2 separate regions of the Zea mays genome follow, and region 1 is linked to region 2. A link is a contact called in public Hi-C data. All regions are on one chromosome and are shown on one strand. The core of a region is the stretch at or near the end of the contact, and the rest is flanking DNA. Distances in the headings are between cores, read along the strand shown.

Region 1 (5,420 bases), core at 1,974-4,473, 210 kb before region 2:
TTCTTCCCATCAGCTTGACCAGTCCAATGCCATGAAATGCAGAATGTGCCTAAAGTCCAATAAAATGTTAACAACAGGCACTCTGTGCATATGTTTAATAGTCCATCCATCCCAAAAAGAATGTCACTATGAGGTTCTCGCTGGTCAAAATTTCTTAAGTTTTGACTAGGTTAATACAAATATTAACAATATCTAAATCTCCAAAAAAAAGTTCATCATGAAGACATATTTAGAGATTCATCTCATAATACTAATTATGCACTATAAATATTAATATTTTCTTTTATATATGTAGTCAAATTTGAAAACGTTTAACTTCTTGGGAAATGAGAATGACACTCTTTATGGGACAGAGGGAGTAAGATTTATATGTGCTTCATAGACTAAGATGTTGCTGAAGCAATCACCTCAATGTATGCAGAGTTGATAGCTCTTTGTGCAGCTTCCACTGCAGTATCAAATCCAAAGGTCTTGTCCATCAGTAATATGTCATTGTCAATAGTTTTGGGGACACATACAATCGATACTTGCAGTTTTCTCTTGCGGCACTGCATTAAGAATTTGGGGTATTAGTAGTCACGGAAGTATGAGTCCCCACTCATGCTATATTTATCCGAAACAACAAATTCTTAATGCTATATGAGAGGAATTCAGATAAGCTACCTATTCATTACAATGAACGTTCGATTCAACATACCTCATCATGTATAGCATTAGCTCCAGCATGTGTTCCATTTCCACCAAGCACAAATAGCATATCAAGCCTCCTAGCCTGAATGTGCATTGTCGAAATTAAGTTGACGAATCTTTCAGTTAGTAATTATTGTAGACATATTTTCCAAAGTAACAGAAGGAAATACACTTGCCTGAATACTGTCAACAATGTCTGAAATGTTTGCACCACCGCGAGAGACTCCTAAGAAGCTACCACCAGCAAGATTGATATTTTGGACTACATGCCTAGAAAGCTGAATGAAGGAAAAAGAGTAAGTCCCTTCAACAGGTCTATCAACGTTTCCAGATTATAATGAAGTAGAAAAGAATCTTACTGGCACTTCTGATAAGTGATCCTCAAAAAATCCACGGAATCCATGCTGTATCCCAACAATGTTTTTCACCCCATATTTTTCAAGTGTAAGCACAATCTACAAGAGCACAAAATTGGTCAAATTCAAAGCTTAGAATGTTGTTCTCTAAATGCAATTTTAAGAAATTGGGTTCTAAACAATACAAGTTCCACACCAGTTCTAACCTACCTGCCGAATGACATCATTGAGACCTGGGCAGAGCCCACCACACGACACAATCCCAGCCTTCACATATTGAGGCTCAAAATATATTTGTTTGCGTGGACCAGCACGGTGCACCCTGGAAATGATAATCAGTTAGGTTAGGGAAATCAAAATGATTTCTATACTACAAAATTTGAATTCATGCAGTGGCACCACCATTGTTCAACCCAGCTACAATCAGGGTCAATGCAGTCAGCTCCAGCAGAAGTTGGTGAGGCAAACTTAATAACCTGAAGAAGCAATAAGTTTGTAAGGGTAATTTCTAATCCACCAATTGTTGTTTAGCAGACTAAACAAGTGAGCTTGCACACTTGACTATTTCCTATAAACTGAAAATGGCCTTTTTCTATTGAGAAGCCGTTCACGTTAAGTAGTATCACAAGCATCACTCAGCAAGATTGATCCAACATGGCCAAAAATCATCTTTTTCTGTGTTTTTTACATAGAGATCAAAACACTTGAAGATCAAGTCATAAATATATATTCACCGTATATTTATCTCCCAAGTGAAACAATTATATAAAAAGAATGTTGTGCTATATATAACTCAATGTAGAAAGAATTTTCTTGTGGACACGAAGGATGTCTCGGTAAATATATAATTCAATGCTAAACGCATACCTTCAAAAGTGCTCTGTCATCATCATTGACATAGCCGTTCCATGATCCTTGCATGGTACCATTCGCGTTCTCAAGAGGGGCTCTGTTGTAGACACAGTAACAATATTACACACATTAGACAAATTCTAATAGAAATTTTGGTCACAAATGATATAAATTAGGATTAGCATGAGACCAATCATAAGGAAAAGCAGAGGAAATATGTCACCTGCTCTTGAGAGAAAAAGTAGTTGGCCTCGGTTCCACATCAATTACATCTGTCAAGTGTGGCAAGCTGAAGCGCTTATCGAAATCCTCTTGAAACTGCGTCTTCCAGTCCGGATTCGAGAAGTCTAGTTGTGTCCGATCCACGGATACGGCTCTAGCAATCAACTGATCTGTCCTTTGTTTCCTGTCATATCCCACCCATCGCAATCTACTGCTGTTGGGTACTCCGAAACGGCATAAAACCTTGTGGCCTAGACTAATCGAACCAGCACCGCAGTCCATGGGCGCTACTGCCATTGCTTTGATTGATCAGTCCCGCATGCAAATATCCTGTGGAATAGGTTCCAGCTAGCTATCAGCCTATCAGTATGGGACAGAGGTATTCCTACTGTCTTACACTACATAGAACAAAGTTAGCTTGTACTGTTAAAAAGGCCGATGATACGAGCATCCAACAATATTGGAGACTGCGACTAAAGGTGTACAATTTTCCATTTGCATACTAGACCGCAGTGGGGGGAAATCATGATACGGCAGACCAAAGCCACCTCTCTTTTGCAGAGAGAAAAGGCAAGGGAAAAAAATAGGGATCGATCCCCTTCCCAATAGAAGGGCCAACCAATAGAACAAAATTCTACAATCAGTGTCATTGCCTGCCGCAAGCTCACAAAACAATCACAACAATCGCACCCAAAAACGATCAAACCAGCCGGCCGCATCAGCAAATCGAACCGGACAGAACGGGTAAGAGCACCACTGATCAGGAAACTCACCTCTCTCCGCGCCTCAAACCAGATTCGCCGGAGATGCCTGGCTGCGGCCTGCGGCACAGGCACGTGGTCAAGGTGATCGATGGACAGAGGGGACGGGGCCGAGGGGTTTGTTGTTATACGGCTCAGAAGCGGAAGGACGCGGCGGCGTCTCCGCCGCCTCCTCGATGTCTCCGTCCTGGTGTCTTGGAAACCTGTAGATTTTGTTTGTTCCTGGAACAATAAGGGATGAAAGCGCAGACTTACGACGAGGATGGATCGGCCGGTTGGCGCCGAGAAATTGTTGCCGAGATATGACGGGGTGGTGCAAGGAAGGCGGAAAAGTCGGGGCGCTGACTGCCATGCGGCTCATGTGTTTCCGCCAGGCGCCATGTCCACGCACGGCACGGGGTCTCCTTTTCGGCCACTTTTTTTTTTCTTTCTTTGGTCCAATTCATGTGGTCGTCCGTTGGACCGGTGTGTTGATGCAGTCCGGCCATCGGAAGGGCCGAGTTTTTCACGGGTATCCCGTTCATAACTATAATAATCTATCCATTCTAAAAATGCATAACTCAAATCTCAAAAACTAATTAAAGCCTACTAGTTAAGTGCTCTTACATTACTACAGTTTTTTATATATCACATAGATCTTATTTAAATTTAATAGTTGTTTAAACACGTTCCAAACTTTTATAATAATTTGTGCTTTGTTTCAAACTTTTATAATAATTTATGCTTTGTTTGAATTGTTCATTAAAATATATTTTATATGACGAATGAGAAACCATAATTCTAATACTTGCGTCGTTTCCCGTGAGGTGACTCATGCAGCAACAATCCCTAATGAATGTTGCCCCTTCCTTGTCCCCTCTCCGCCTTATCGCCACTAGGGTAAGCAGTTGAAAATCCCAGCCGGCTTACGAGAATAGTAGCGGCAGGTCCTCACGTGACCTACCACGATTTAGCCTGGCCCAAAAACGATTCAGCGTGGCCTGATCACCATGTCGTGCGTAGGACTAAGGTGTGACACGATGAGCTAAGCCAAACATGACTTGGTTTATTTTTCCTCTATTTTATAAAAAATATTCCTTTATCCTATAAAATAAGACATATTTTTTTTGAGAAATCTTTTAGATTGGAACTTTGACCATTAATTCTTTTTAAATATAACATCAACAAATACAAATTGAGCATCATATTAAAATATTTTTAATACAAATTTAAATATGTAACATGCATACACTAGAAATATATGTTTTTTTGTTGAATTGTTGATCAAAGTTTTAAAACGTTGACTTTTATAAAAACATACACGCCTTATTTTACCATTTAAATGTATGTGCTCTCATATACCCATCTGGCTGTGGAGAGCCAGGAGAGGAGGTGACGTATGGAGAAACTCATATAGAAGTAGATATAGAGATATTTGGATTGCAGCACCCGAGTCAATCCATCCCTCATGAGTCCATGCTGCTGAGAATAGCGTTGCCACGCGGTTTTTGACGGAATGGACATTGCTGAGAAGATACAGTGTCATGCAATTGAGTATGGTGTCATCATGCTAATTGAAGTTTTGTATGTTGTGCGTTAAGCTAAGACTGCAACGGCTAGCTTGGATATCCGATCCACTTTTCTTAGAGTTGTGGTCGTCTTTTACAGAATATTTTGATTTCTTTAGAGCAACTTCAAAAAGTTAGCTAAAAAGACTAGCCAAATTTACTGATTTAGCTACTCTCTAAAATAGATTTTAGAGAAAAAGTATATGCTAATCTAACAGACTCGGTAAATCTACGGACTGAGTAGAGAGTGAAGCAGGGTATCCAAAATTGGAGAGCGAAAATAGAGAAATAGAGAACCACTAAATTTGAAGTGTCGTTTACAAGTCTATTGGATATAATTTTTTTTTAATATTAGCTAAATTTAACTTTACAAAACCATATATCTAGTCTCTTGGAGTTGCTCTTAGACGTCTCAGTTTGACCACTTATCTATAGTATGTGATAGAGGCTGGTAAGACGGTGATCATCTACACTGATATCTCCAATACACTTTCAAAACCGTTTGTAAATAAACCCTCTTGCCACGATTAACAACTCTCTATGAGTTATAAAATTAAGACTATTAAATCACATAATAAAAATTTCTGTTAAAAATAGATGTTTCATTTGAATTTATTCTATATTATATGACAATTTCGAAAACAACTATATAAACCTTTTGACTGAAACTATATAAAACTCTCAACAGTGGAGGGAGAAAATACACTCACAATTGGTAGCTACTCAAATGTAATATGCTTTTTCCATGCTTATTTTTTTCTACAAAGATAAATTTGTGACCACACTTCTTGGCTTGGCTAGTCGTTAGTGGCGGAACACCCATTATAGCTTACTATGGCTAGAGCCATACTAAAAAACATGTTTGGTGTAGTGGTAAGTGCATACTACTGGTAATTAATAGGTTCCAAGTTCTGTTCAATAGGGTCAGGATTGCAGGAATAGGGCTGAGGCGACCAGACGGTGGAGGGGGAGTCATCAGCGGACTAGGGGAT
Region 2 (5,181 bases), core at 2,470-4,969:
CGTATACCTCTCTATTTATAGAGGAGGGGGGCTGGACCCTTTACAAACTAATTTCCGAGCTTATCCCCTGATTTTAGCTAACAACCGTAGCACAAAACTCGGAACCCTAATCTGTTCTGCGCACGCGCGGACCGTCCGGCCCACAGGCGCGGACTGTCCGGACCGCGGACCGTCCGGCCTCAGGGCCGGACCGTCCGCGCGCTCAATTTGGTGCTCAACAATATCAACCATTTATATAATTTTCCTCTTATTTATATGTATTGAAAGTCGTATTGTGCTCCTTATTCTTTACCACGTTCTTCTGCCTGCAGATTGGCCCATTGATGCGTGCGTGTATATCCTCACGATTGTATCGCTTTTTCAAGTGTGAAAACATTGAAAGTTGAGATACATACTTGTTGGGCGTTTCTCACTCTTACCAAAAGAGTAAAATGTGTGAACGGTCTTTAAACTTGGCACTCTATCATTTATTAGTCCCTAAACTTAGAAAACAAAAAGGTATTTAAACTTAATTGGTCCGTACAAAATCGTACATAACCGAATTTGTTTAAACCGGATGCTAATATGGTCTGCTACGTTGGAGGGCACTAATAAAAGTTTAGCGACCCAAGTGAAATATCATACCAAGTTCGAGTATCTAAATAACATAACAAGCCAAATTCAGGGGTTGTGCGTACCAGGTGGCGCCCGACAGGTGTGGGGCGGCTCAAACATGATGTGTCACGTCGTCATTAAGTTTGAACAAAACCGGTTTTGACGTTTTTGCACAGATTGACAAAGTTTTAAGGACCCGTTTTTTCTGGTTTTCTAAGTTTAGGACCCAAGTCACATAGAGTGGCAAGTTTAAAGACCGCTGGTGCATTTTACTCTTACCAAAAGTCCAAAACTAAGATTACAAGTGGATTTTGAAAACTCTCGAAAATGCTCTAACACTAAGTTAATTAGTAAACATCTCTATTTTCATATGTCCCTCTCCCATATCTCTTTTGCCCCCTCCCCCACATCCCTCTCATAAATCTATGTGCTAGATCTGTATTTCTCCGTTTCTTTTGCATGTCGTTTTCCTTATTGGTTGGACTTCTTTTGTAGCAGTGATCTGGCAGCAGTATGCAAAGCATAATGTATCCAGCTTTGGCTTTTAAGGTCAGTGGGGCAACTGCACAAGCAGTTGCATGTCACTTTCCCTCCTTTGGTGTTTAAGGAATATATTGCGTATATTTTCAGGTTTGTTCAAATGTTCATATATATCCTCTTCAATATATGTGCGTTGCAGTGGTTTAATACTAATCTTGGTTTAAAATTTCGCACCAGAGCACTCCAACATAAATATATGGAGGGAAAAATACGGACATCCAAACAAGGCTTTCATAGTCCAATTATTATCCCAGCCAATAAAAGAGCAAAAAAGGAACTCTGTTAGCCAGATTCGATGCTTATCCTGATGCAAGAATAAAGTAGACAAATATAATTAAGGTATACTAGTAGAATATATTCTGAATCTAGTGGACTGGTACATAATAAATGCACATATATATGAACAAAAAATAGAATACTTTGTTATAGAATCGACTTTGACAACAAGTTGCTGAAGAGTGAAATACCTGAAGCAATACATTCCTTCCCCTAATGTTATTTATCTACACCCAGGGACCTCTTATTGATCTCCTGGTCTTTCTCAAACCCATATAGCTAATTAATTCTATGTACATCCTGCGTGCCGCCTATATTACAAGTCCACTTACACATACGCTAGCTAAGTTTCCCACTCAGCATATAGATAGATATTACAATCCTATGATGATTTATATAAAAACAAAATTCAGTACGTACTGTCAGGCTGATCAGCTCATGTTCAGTTCAGAAGTTCAGATGAGAAGGAACGCTGCATGAGGAAATTCCTGCTGCTGCTGATGGATGTACTTGAAGAAGAATCAAGACCCCTCCTGGAAGGCCACGGAGCGCGTGAGCGCAACGGGGTTCGCGTGAAGGAGCGGCGAGCTTGTCATCATGGCCTTCTTGGTGGCCTCGCCGCGCTTGGGCTCGAACACCGTCCCGAGCTGCTTGCTGTGCCCACCGGCGTGGTCGTCTGCTGCGTCCTGCTGCTTCGTCTGGTCGCCTTTGATCCCGACGAGGGACCAGATTGAGCTCCTGGCCACCTCGTCCACGTCGTCTATCCGGATGCTCTTGGGCGCCCACACCTTGGCGTTGCCGCCGTTTCTCCCATCGTCACCCTCCCGGTCCCGGGGGCGCTTGCCCAGCGCGTGGGATGATGAGTCGTCAGCTGCCCCGGATGACGAGACGACTGAAGGAGCACTGGTGGTGGTGGGCGACGACGACGACGACGGGTGCTGCACCGGCCATGGCAGGCTCCAAGCTCCGGGAACCATGCAGCCCCAGTAGGCCGGTGCGGCCGGGTAGATCGGAATCGCGATGCCCTGGGGGAAGTACGCCGCCGGAGCTGGGGCGCAGCTGTACGGCGGCCACACGGTTGCCCCGCTGCTGTTCATGCTTGCTGGGCCTGGGTGCTGCTGCACTGACCCGTCGTCTGCGTTTGCTGCAGCTTCGTCTACAGAAGACCTGCTGCCGTTGCCGTCCCTGCTGCTCGATCCTTCGCTGCAAGGGCGGCCCGCGTCGCCGGCGCTCCTGACCGGGGCCAGCTGGTGGCTCAGCTGCTCGGCGAGGTCCAGGTCCAAGCGGGCAGCAGGAGGCGCGCCGCCATGGCCCCCGAAGCTGAGCACCGTGGCGTTGGTCGCCCGGACCCTCTGGAAGAAGTGCGAGGCGGCGGCGTTCTTGTTCTTGCGGCGGCCGGCCCCCACGGGCACGTTGCGCATGGCGCCACCGGCCGTCCAGTACCGCTGGCAGTTCTTGCAGAAGTGGCGCGGCTGGTTGACGTTGTAGTTGTTGAAGTAGCAGAACTTGGTGTCCATGCTGTTGCAGCGCGGGCACGGCAGCACCTTGTCGGGCTTCTTCAGCTTCTCCCTCTGGCCGGCAGCATCGCCGTCGCCGTCGCCGTTGCAGGGCCTCTGTTGCGTCTCCGTGGGGTCCTCGGCGTCCACGACCTCCGGCTGCGGGGACGGGTCGGAGGTGTCCGTGTGCGCGGGCGCGGGCGCGGTCTCCAGGCCATGGGAATCCTGATCCTGCTCGGTCCACCTGTTGCTCTTGCTCTGCTGAAGATCCTAGTAGAAAGATAAAATTTCATTTGATCAGCTCCCGTACGTACATGTCGGAAAACAGTTGTAAAATTTGGGATTTCATACGCCTTAATTGCACACAAGGCTACAGATCTACCGGTTGTGTTGTATCATAAACAAGAGAAGTAAAACAATTAATTAAATGAACTGAAGACAGCAGGAAAACAATTAATTAACACAGCAAACAAGATTATTTATGTATAAAATCGTCCAACCTTGGCGTCGCCGCACTCCGGCACGGGGATGGTCATCCCGAAGAGCTTGATGAGAAAGTCCCCTCCTCCTGCTGCTGCTCCTCCTCCTCCGTGGCACTCGGCCACCATCTTCTTCTCACTCGGATCCAAACAAACAGAAAGCTCCGGGCCTGCTGCTTTCTTCTCTTCGGCAAGCTGCTGCAAGCCAACGACGAACGAAGCAGCACGCTAGGCAACAGACGGCCGAGCTCACTTCACTTGTAGCCGGAACCGGAAGAGACGAGGAGGCCGGCAAAAAAGGGCAAACAAACGAACGGATGATATCTGCTCTGGCCTGGCCGTGGGCGGCAGGGGAGGGTATAAGAGGGGAAGAAGGTGGGTGGGGGCCACGGCGAGGGGCGCACAGCCACAAGCTCGTCTTGTGGCCTCCGGGCTGCGTTATTTGATTCTCCTCCTCGCTCGCCCTTCGCCTTTTTCGCCCCGCGCGTCGCCGTCGTCGGACACCTGGCTGTGCCTTCCCACGCTGCCACGATCGTTTCCTCTTTCTCTTTTCTTTTTCTGCCCACAACCACAACACAACGTGCACTGCAGAGCGAGGACGTGTGTAGTGTAGGCAGCGGTTTCGCTAAAGCTCCCCCTAGGTTGTATATATGTTATAGCAGTTGTAATGCTATGGGAGCTGGAGGCGGTGAGTGAAAAATTAGTGGCCTCGTTAGATTGCTCACGGATAGTGATGCCACCTGTTTGGTTCACGGGTGCCACCTGTTTGGTTCCACCTGTTTGGTTCGAAGCCCGACACTATTTTAGCCCAGCACGAAATCGGCCCGACACAGTGGACATTGGGCTCGGGCCGGCCGGCACGGCGACCGTGCTGTGTTTGGGCTCCATGGTCGGCACGCCGTGCTCGGCCCGGGTCGGCACGCCATGCTCGGCCCGGCTCGACACGGGATAACAAGTGGCACGAAAGCCATCCCGACTCCCCTGCTCCCCCTCTGCATATACGCGGCACAGTCCACACCCGACTCCCCCGACACCCCCATACTCCCTCATTGCATCCGTTGTGGAAACCCTAAATCCCTCTCCCTCCTCTTCTGGCGGACGGTGAAATCGCCTCTCCAGGCTCAACTGCCCGACGACGGCGACGACCGACGCGTGATGGTTGCCAGCGACTGCTTGTTTGGACATCTATAATATCGAATCTCCTCTCTTTCCCCTCATCTCCTCTCATCCCCTTCCATACTCTCACATCCCGAACCCTAATCCCCATCCTAGCTTCCTCTTAGCCCAACGACGGTGCTCCTCCTCCTCGCGGTGGTGCTCGCAACCACTCGGGCGTCTCAAGTGCTCCTGCTACATAGGTGAGTTCTTACTCTTTGTATCGTGCTCCTCCTCCTCCTCGCATTGTTGTTCTTTTCCAGATCTTCTTGTTCTTTGTAGGTATCATTCTTGTGAAGGTGCCGCTTAGACGTCGAGGGACCAAAGTCGCTGAAGAGGAGCTGGACAGACAGTGGGGGTTTCGCTGGTCTAGCTTTCTATGGCATGGACGATGATATTGATCCGGCCGTTGTGGAGGAGGAGTACCGGCTCAAAGACCATAACGAATAAGAGGATGCTCTGGCCTTGTTTGGTGGCAGTGCTGCCATCAACATCGATGATGCCCCCCTCTTCCTTGTGTCGGTGGTCAGACAACCACAGGACACCGACCGGCACAAGCACTGCTACCACAAGTTCTAGTAAGCATCCTCCCAGATCTAAAGTGTGGAACGACTTTGATGAACTGACCCACATCGTCAATG

The links. Hi-C and Micro-C count contacts between places; a contact is called where the count stands out from the background.
Region 1: a Hi-C map of endosperm shows a contact between it and region 2, with 4 times the contacts expected there. The contact joins the promoter of LOC100280694 here to the promoter of LOC100275567 in region 2. A contact is called at or near these places in 6 of 25 Hi-C or Micro-C datasets (bundle sheath, ear, endosperm and 2 more).

What each region holds. Positions count from the first base shown.
Region 1 is chr1:248,595,748-248,601,167 of Zm-B73-REFERENCE-NAM-5.0, reverse strand. LOC100280694 (pyrophosphate--fructose 6-phosphate 1-phosphotransferase) reads right to left here and starts at 3,223. Exons shown (of 14, transcript NM_001153613.2): 1 at 2,894-3,223; 2 at 2,122-2,450; 3 at 1,914-1,995; 4 at 1,449-1,522; 5 at 1,257-1,368; 6 at 1,050-1,145; 7 at 867-968; 8 at 698-772; 9 at 408-548; 10 at 1-49. The coding sequence starts at 2,417.
Region 2 is chr1:248,390,250-248,395,430 of Zm-B73-REFERENCE-NAM-5.0, reverse strand. LOC100275567 reads right to left here and starts at 3,719. Exons shown (of 2, transcript NM_001371655.1): 1 at 3,407-3,719; 2 at 1,535-3,176. The coding sequence starts at 3,514. The coding sequence ends at 1,932.